Linked DNA regions of Ovis aries: region 1 is linked to region 2. The links are chromatin contacts, called in public Hi-C maps. All regions are on one chromosome and are shown on one strand. Each heading gives the region's core, a stretch centred on a gene start, on an enhancer-like site or on the middle of the called end of the contact. The rest is flanking DNA. Distances are from core to core; before and after follow the strand shown.

Region 1 (4,251 bases), core at 214-2,713, 150 kb before region 2:
TCATATAAAATGATGTCAGGTTAAAGATCTCCATGTCTCTGTCTAATAAAGAAAAGGTGATTAGTCAGTGTCTGACAACCTTGATCGGGCAGGACATAGGCACACAGGACAAAGTCAGCTATTCTCCAGAGGGACACCGGGATGTCCAAGGTACTAGCTCAGATTAAAGAAATTCATCTCCAAGGCTTGTGCATCAACAGAGAAAAACAGAACAAGACTAACTCAAATCCAGTCGTTCCCAGCAGGAACACAACTTCTGATCGCGTGTGCCTCAGTTTCCCTGCGTGCTGGCAGCCTTTCCTAGAGGAATGTCCGTAAACCCTAGGAGAACGGGGGCCCTCACGTTTCCGTCCCGGCCCTCCCCCGCATTCAGAGGCGCCCCCTAAACACTTGTGGAGCGACCAGAGGAATGAATGGGCCGAGCGGGGAGTCGCCAGGGGTCACCAGTCCTGATACTCCGCCCGGCGAGCCTGGGGCTCGGCGAAGTGCCCTCCATCTGACCGCGCCGCGCCCCCTCGGCCTCGGGCCACCCCAGGGCCCGGCCCGGCCCGGCCCCGCGGCGGGGTGCTCGCGGCACCTGGCGACCGCCTCCTCAGCAAGCGTGGCTCGGGTTCCCCGCCGCCTTCAATAATTCACAGCCCCCGAGCTGCGGGCTGAATAATTGACGGCGGGCCCCGCGCGAGCCCGGCCCGCGCCGCCCCGAGCCCGGCCAGCACCTTCTCGCCCTCATCCGGGTTCTTGTCTGGGTGGTACTTGAGCGCCAGCTTCCGATAGGCCTTCTTGATCTCCTCCGGGGAGGCGCTGGGCTTCACCCCCAGGATGTCATAGTACTGGGTCTCCTTCACCATCTTGTCTCTGCGGGGTGGGGCGGGCAGGACGGTCAGCGCGCCCCGGACGCCCCCGCCGGGCCCCCGGCCCGCGCCCCCGCCGCCCGCCCGCGCGTCACGGTCACGGCCGCCGCCGCCGCCCTCCCGCCCGCCCGCGCCGGGCCGACCTCCGCGCCCGGCACCGCCGCACTCGAGCCGCCGGCTCCTCCGCGGCGGGTTTTATCCGGCGCCGGCGGAAGGTTCCGCAAGGAGACAGTGACGCCACAAAGGCCCAGAACCTTCGCGGAGGTTCCGGCGGCGCCTGGACCTGGTGGGCTGGGGCGCGGCGACAGGTTCTCGGCCGGGACTCCCGACGCCCCGGCCCGGCGCGACACCCCCCGGCTCACCCGGTATCCTCGGTCGTCTGCTCCTCCGGCCGCCCGTCTGACTCCCCGGAGCTCCAGTTCTGACTGCCGCCCCGGGCCATGTTGGGGTGTTTGGAAGACGGCTTCGGCGTGGAGGGCGCCTTCCGACGGCCGTCCCGCCGACGCGAGGCCGTCCCCTTTCCCTTCCGCGGGTCCGTGGGTCTGGCCGGCTCGAGGATCGGGTGGTCTGGAGGGCAGCGTCGGCGGGAACCCTGCCCCAAGGGGTTGGACTGGGAGGGCTGCGCCCCGCGTTCCCCACCCGGCCTCTCCCTGGGGGTGTGGCCGTCCTCTTGTTTGGTCATGGCTGGGATGCGCCCTGAGGCCTGCCTCGTATTGTTGCATTTTTTTAGGGGTTTTGAGTGGGTAGGGGCCCTCTACTGTGCTAGGGCCGCATTTCCCGAGGCCCTGCAGCTGCTGGCACCTCCCCTGGGGCATCTTCAAGGCTGAGGTGAGCCAAAGCCCTTCCAGGTGCGTACAGTGGTGCTTTGCTGGCCCCAGCTGTGGATGGTGGTCTCTCAACTACCCACAACTGGGAACCCCTGAAGTCTCCCAAGAGTAAGCAGTGACGTCCCCCAGATGACGCCCGTTAGATAGGAGCAGTGACATCCCCTATGTCTCCCAAAGGTGGGCAGAGACCCCTCCTCCTCCGAACCACCCAGGTTGGTCCAGGCTGGTGGGCGCAATGGGCGTGGGGAGTCGGGTAGGAGAGTGGTTCTGGAGACTGCAGCAGGACCCTCCCTGCCTGGTGCGGTAACAAGACCCTGACTTCTTCCGCTGTGCCCAGCTCCCGGTGGGTGCCTGGGAACCAGGATCGCTACTCACTGTAGTGACGTGGGCGTGGCAGGCAGCACTATCAGAGAATTGCAGGCCTTCTGCTCCAGCCCAGCCTTGACTTTGCGGGTGGAGCGCTGTCAGGAAGGGGAGGCCGCTGCTCACCTTCCTGGGATCCCTTGGCCTCGTTTTGGGTCCTGTGGCTGAGGCGAGCACCATACCCTCCTCCAGGTAGTCAGTGGGGGTGAGAAATGACTTTTAACTTCCGAGAGAAATTAAGCTGCTCATTTTTGTTCTTGGAAACATTGCTTTTCCCCTCTCAATTAGACCACTGGAGAGCAGAGAATGCTCAGAGCTGGAAGTCAACAAGCTTGATTCCATATCCAGATGTTATTAACTAGATAAGCCTTAGCCTCTCTGAACTTGTTTCTTCATCAGCAGGACATGGTTATTGCCACTTGCCTGCCACCCCCACGGGGCTCTTGCAGGGATCAAATGGGATGATGACTGAAGGCTTCTAAGACAGTGGATCTCAAACCTGGCTGTTCATGGGGATCACTTGGGCGCGTCTAAAAATCCCTGTGTCCAGGCTGCACCCCAGACTAATCGCATCCAAACTTCTCTTGGTGGAACCCAAGTGTCAGTCCTTTTCAAGTTCTCCAGGTGATTCCAGCGTGCAGCCAGAGCTGAGAGCCACTGCCCTACACCACACATTTACCCAGATTCAGTAGTCTGAACCAGCGACTGGCAGGAAGGGCCTATGTGAGTGGTCAGAGCCCAGATGCATAGAATGGGACTGTGAACTCTGGAATCAGTGAGACCTAGGTTCCAGTTGCTACATCAGGCTGCCTGCCCTTGGGCAGGCGATTTAACTGAGCCTTAGATTCCTCAGCCTTTTAATAGGGATAATATTAACAGTATCTGCCTCACGACCTCCTCAAGCAGCTGGCACATGGTCTCATCGCACCATGATGCATTTTGTTCTTTTTGCTTTTATCTAAGCTGAAAAGTGTTAGTCACTCATGTCCAGCTCTTTGTGACCCATGGACTGTAGCCCACCAGTTTCTCTGTCTATGGAACTCTCCAAGCAAGAATCTGGAGTGGGTTGCCATTTCCTTCTCCAGGGGATCTTCCTGATCCAGGGGTTGAAACTGAATCTCCCACATTGAAGGCAGATTCTTTACCGACTGAGGCACCAGGGAAGCCCTATCTAAGCTGAAGAAGCTGACAAAGATTCTTTCCTTTATGAAACTCTAGCCAGGCTCCTCGGAGCCCTTTTCTCCACCTTGGCCTCAACCTTGACCTGTAAAGACTCAAACACGTACTAACGTAGTTTCTAACTGCTCAAGACTGCCTCCCTAAGATGACACCAACACTGCCCCAGACTGCTTGCCTGAGGAAAACTCAGGGCTGCCAAAGATTTTTATTGTCTGTTCCAGCCAGCCCCTGAGGGCGGGGCCTCTGTCTTCTGATCTCCGTGGGACAGTTGAATTCTAACTCTTCTGATCTCCGTGGGACAGTTGAATTCTAACTTCAGTAATATCAGCTAGCAGACGCTGTTGGCCTAGTTGAATTTACACTTGACCTGTGGTAATTTTTCACGTCTCTGACTCTCCTGAGCACCGCCCCCCTTGCCTCCCTCCCTTCTCCTTCATTTTCACTTTAAAATAGCCAGCTATTTCTGTGCAGATTAAAGCAGAGTTCAGTTCATGCTGGTCTCTTTTCCTTATTGCAGTAGTTACTACTGATTACAGTCTCTCTCTACCACTTCAGCTAGCATCCAGGTTTGTTTACCTTTTACAAAGCCTTTGAAGTTCTAGGACATTTGTTGCCTCCTATGCATGGGAGGATTTGAGGCTGTGTATAGACATTACTTACTCTATCCATTCTGTTTGTTTTCAGGATTCACTTTTTCTTCATTGCAACCTTTATTGAAAATGACATTGGTTTTGGAGTCACAGAAAGCAATGTAAAGTTTCCTCTTTATTTTTTTTAATTCAGGTTAAAAATGTAGATAAATATGTAAGGTAAGTAATAACTTATAAGTAAGTATATGATAGGGCGGGTGGCGCAGAAGAAAGCAAGAATTGTGGTACTTGGAAACTAGGGAAATGCCGATCCAATTGCACCCCCGTCACTTTGCAGCTGAGGAGACTTCTAGATGAAGAGGCAAAACTGAAAGGCATAGACTGGGCATCTCCCCGACTTCCAGTATCAGAGTCCCCTTGTGACCCAGGGTGGCAGGAGAG
Region 2 (4,100 bases), core at 354-2,853:
TCCGTTTCCTCAACGCTAATGTGGGAGAAAGAGGAATTACAGATGGAAAGAATCTTATAAAGGCCTGTCTCTGCTCTAAAGTTCCACATTCTCTGAATCTCTGGTCATAGATATGTCCTTCTTTCCCACAGCTGTCCACTATAAATGTCCAATATAAATGAAGGATGGTGAGGTGGTCTCTGAAGGCTGGTCAGCCATCCCCTGGGCTTCTGAATTGTTTCCTGCCCATCTGATAGCAATTGATTATGCCTCTGATGACTCTTACCCTATCAACAGGGAGGCTTGTCTGTTAAGCTGATGGCTGCTACTTTCACCAGAGGGTGGCAAAATCGTGTCAGAAAACTCCAACCAGGAACCTCAGATACAAACGGAAAATGTAGAAATACCAGGGGTCGTCTGCCAAACTTAGATCCTTGCTCCTATTGGAACCCGGACCTTCAGCCTTAGCAACTCAAAGCCAGGGCCAGGAGCAGCAGCATCACCTGGGAACTGGTTGCCCGCCCACCTTCTTCACCCCTGGAGAACTAAATCAAGACACTCTGGGGGTGGAGCCTCCCAAGTGGTTCTGATGCACTGCTCTCGGTGGTTAAAGAAACAAACCACCGATTTTAAGGCATGAAGTCCCCGCCTTCTCATCAAAGTCCAGGTGTGGGCTGAGCCAGTGCTGGAGTCCAGCTCAGGTTCTGCTACCTCCCAGCCGTGGAACCCTGGGCAAGTTACTGAACGATTCTCAGCCTCAGTTTTCTCACCTGTAAAATGGAGATAATACCTGCAGAATCAGCTGTCCTGGGATTAGAAATAACCAGTGTGTGAGCTGGACCCATAAAAGGTAACTAGTCAGCGGTGGCTCCATTTGCTGCAGTGGATGGCATTTCTTTAAAAGCCCCAGGAGACGCCCTGGCCTTTGTCACAATAAGCCTCTGCACACAGTCTTTTAACCCCCCTCAAGTCCCTCGTTTGGATCCAAAGGCTCAAAGAAAGACAAGCAAATCCCGTCCTCCTCCCTAAGGGACCCAGAAGGCCTGAGATACTCTGTCCAGGCCGTGGTCAAAGGCCAGATCAGGCCAGGAGAGACCTTAAAGGTCATCTCGAGAGACTCCCTCCTTTTCCGCGGAGGGGCTGGGCCCAAGGTCAGGCTGTGAGATGCTGGCAGAACCGGGCCCTGGCTGCATCCACGCACTCACAGTCCTCGGCTCTCCCCCTGCTCCGCGCTAACGCCCTGCGCCCCAGCTGCAGGGGCGCCAAGATCACCTACTTGCCCCCACTGCACCCCTCAGATGGATCGGTCCGGGCCTGGCACCCTCAGCCCCGCGCCCCTTGGACTCCCGGCGGCCGGAAGTTCCCGGGTCCGCCCAGCCGCCTCGGGCGCGGGCGCCAGACAGGCCGGGCAGCACCTCCCGAGACCAGGCCGCCCCCTGGCGGGCCCGGGGCGCGCGGCAGCCGGGAGCCGGGCGCCCGCCCTCTCCAGGCCGCGGGGCGGAGTCGCAGCGCTCCGGGTCCGCTTCCCCGCCTCCCAGGCCCCCGCCCCGCCCCCTTCGGTGGGCTGCGGGGCGCGGCGCGGCGCGGCGCGGGCGGGGCGGGGCGGTGGGTCCGGCGGCCGTCGGAAGCTGCCCGCCGCGGGGCTGGCGAGGGCCGCGGGCGCGGGGCTCCGGCGGCCGCGGATGGGAGGCGGAGCCCGGGCGGGCAAGCGACGGCGCCGCGGCCACCATGGGGAACAAGCAGACCATCTTCACGGAAGAGCAGCTGGACAACTACCAGGTGAGTCTGGCCGCCCCCGGATCCCGAAGCGGCGCCCTTCGTCTCCCTCCCTTCTTTTTCCCGTCGCTTGCAGAGGCCTCCCGAAAGCCGGTTCACCAGGTTCAAACCTTGCTTCTGCCTTCAGCTCGACGCGTGACCTTGGGCCGGTGACTTCTCCAAGCCTCAGTTTCCCCACCCGAGGAATGAGAGCTTTCCAGTTAGAAGATTCTCGCAGGCGTGTCTTTCTGCTCCCCTTTTCTCTCTCTCATTCAAACTTCTTGCTTTTGGCCCCAGTCTGGACCCAAACCCCTTCCCGACCACTCATCCCAGAGCCCACATTGGCGCTGAGATGGAATCCTTAAACTTAAGCTGGAGGGAGGACTCTCCCAGCCCTCAAAACCCGGGAAGCCGCCGAGGAGAGTGAGTCTGTACAGCAAAAATGAGCTGGGTTGGAAGTGAAGCGCGTCAGTCCCCAAATACGATTCTGGGTTGGGGATGTCTTGTTACCCACTGGGATCTTTCCCTCTGCCCCCCGCATGAAAGTAACTGGCACAAGAAGTCAAGCCAGGTGCCAGCCTTATATGGTCACCTCTCCGAGCTCCCTTAGGCCCCAGCAACCACCCCTCCTAGGTCCCTCTGCTTCCAGAGTTAGGGAGCTGCCCAGATCATATCCCAGTGCCCTCCCACCCATGTGCAAACTTTTCTGTGGTTGCAGGATGGAGCCCAAACTCCTGACTTGCCCAGAGCCCTGGCCAGCCTGCTGAGGCTCTTTTCCTGCCCTGCGCACTGCAGCCACCGCAGAGCTATCCTCCTTCCCTTGACACACTGGGCTCTTTCCTGCTCCTTTTTGCACATTCTCTGGGATGCTGCTCCTCAGGCTTCAGGTGATCTCGCTTATCCTCCCAGGCCCAACTCTGATGCTTCTTTCCAGGCTCTGCCAGGCAGAGAGGCCTAGACAGTATTGTGGCCTATGTGAAGCATGACTGGGGGAGATGAACACCCGTAGGGTCTCCATGGCCGCCCCTTGCCTTTGTGAACATTTCAGAATCAAGCCTGAAGTATGGGTCCTCTGATGTGGGCACCCCTTTTGCTCCTGGAAGCGCTGGTTGTCAATAACAGTACTTTCTCAGTTCCACGTGAGGCCCTGAGAAGGAGTGGGGGGCGCCACATCGGTGGAGTGCCTTCCCTGTGCCCAACGCTATAATGAATGCTCTCTATGCATCAAGTCATTTGATCATCACCGAGAGCAGGATTATTAGCCCTGTTTTACAGGAGAGTAAACAAAGGCTGAGGAGCCATTCAGTACCCTGTGAGTGAAAGTTCACACAAGAATTTGACTTGTGAATTCAAGGCTCAATCCTTTTGTTGAGGCTGGGGGCTGTGTGTACTCTTTGTCTTCAAGGCCCTCGCTGGCTGCAGAAACAGACTGTTACCTCCAGAGAGGCAGGCTGTGAGTGTGCTCTAGGGGAGGGCTCTAGGGGTCAATGGGAGACCTGGAGGGAAGGGGAGCTTTGCTTTGAATGGTAGGTCTGGAAATAAGACAGCAGTTGCACAGACCCTTGAAAGATCAGTGGCATTTTGGTCATCAGGGTCCCGGAAGAGGCCTTCTAGACCGAGAAGACCGCTTGGGTAAAGACCTGCAGGTGGGGCCAAGCAAGCAGGTAGCCACGCTCAAGAGAGTCCCCTCATGAGGGTAGGGAACCTGGATTCCCACTCAGTTCAGCCTGGCGTTGAGTTTCCCTTCAGAGTCAGGCCCAGTGCTGGGTTCTGATCCTTTGCCAGAGGCTGAGCTTGGTGGGAAAAGTGAGAGCTGTGAAACCAGAGAGCCCCACATCTCCCTCTCTGAGACTCTCCAGCCGGCCAGGGCCAGCCAGGGCCGCTGGGGGTGACCCCGAGTAACAGCCACCCCTCCCCCAACAGATCCCCAGCGTTTCCTGCCCTCTTCCCCAGTCCTCATCCCCAAAGTTCAGGTGTCTCCCTAGACCACCTCTCTGCCTTCCAGATCCAACCCCCTCCCACCGACCCCTCAAACTGCCAAGGGCCCACTGCCTTCCCCAGGACCCTCCACTGCTCCTCCAGCTAGTCTGACACTGCTCTGCTATGGCCCATGTTTTCAGTCAAGAACAAGTCCTGTGACTCAAGCCTCTTTGGGGGCTCACCTGGGGACCCCCTCCTCCATCTCCACAGCCGGAAAGGGGCCAGGCCTCTCAGTTTCAGGATGTAATTTCCATCCACACGCTGCTACCACAATCCCTCAGGTTCTCATTCCATTCCCTTCCCTCCTTCTCATTTTCTTTCAGCAGACACAGCATGCATCCCCATTGTAAAGCAAGTTTTCCTTTAAAAAAGAATTCTTGGGCCTA

What was found. Hi-C and Micro-C count contacts between places; a contact is called where the count stands out from the background.
Region 1: a Hi-C map of mixed tissues shows a contact between it and region 2, with 2.0 times the contacts expected there. The contact joins the promoter of DNAJA4 here to the promoter of CIB2 in region 2. A contact is called at or near these places in 2 of 16 Hi-C or Micro-C datasets (mixed tissues and retroperitoneal adipose tissue).

Annotation. Positions count from the first base shown.
Region 1 is chr18:28,474,758-28,479,008 of ARS-UI_Ramb_v3.0, reverse strand. DNAJA4 (DnaJ heat shock protein family (Hsp40) member A4) reads right to left here and starts at 1,463. Exons shown (of 7, transcript XM_042235183.1): 1 at 1,214-1,463; 2 at 717-855. The coding sequence starts at 1,293. LOC121817100 (a long non-coding RNA gene) reads left to right here and starts at 1,101. Exons shown (of 2, transcript XR_009597233.1): 1 at 1,101-4,251.
Region 2 is chr18:28,329,502-28,333,601 of ARS-UI_Ramb_v3.0, reverse strand. It overlaps CIB2 (calcium and integrin binding family member 2), which reads left to right and starts at 1,603. Exons shown (of 7, transcript XM_042235178.2): 1 at 1,603-1,758.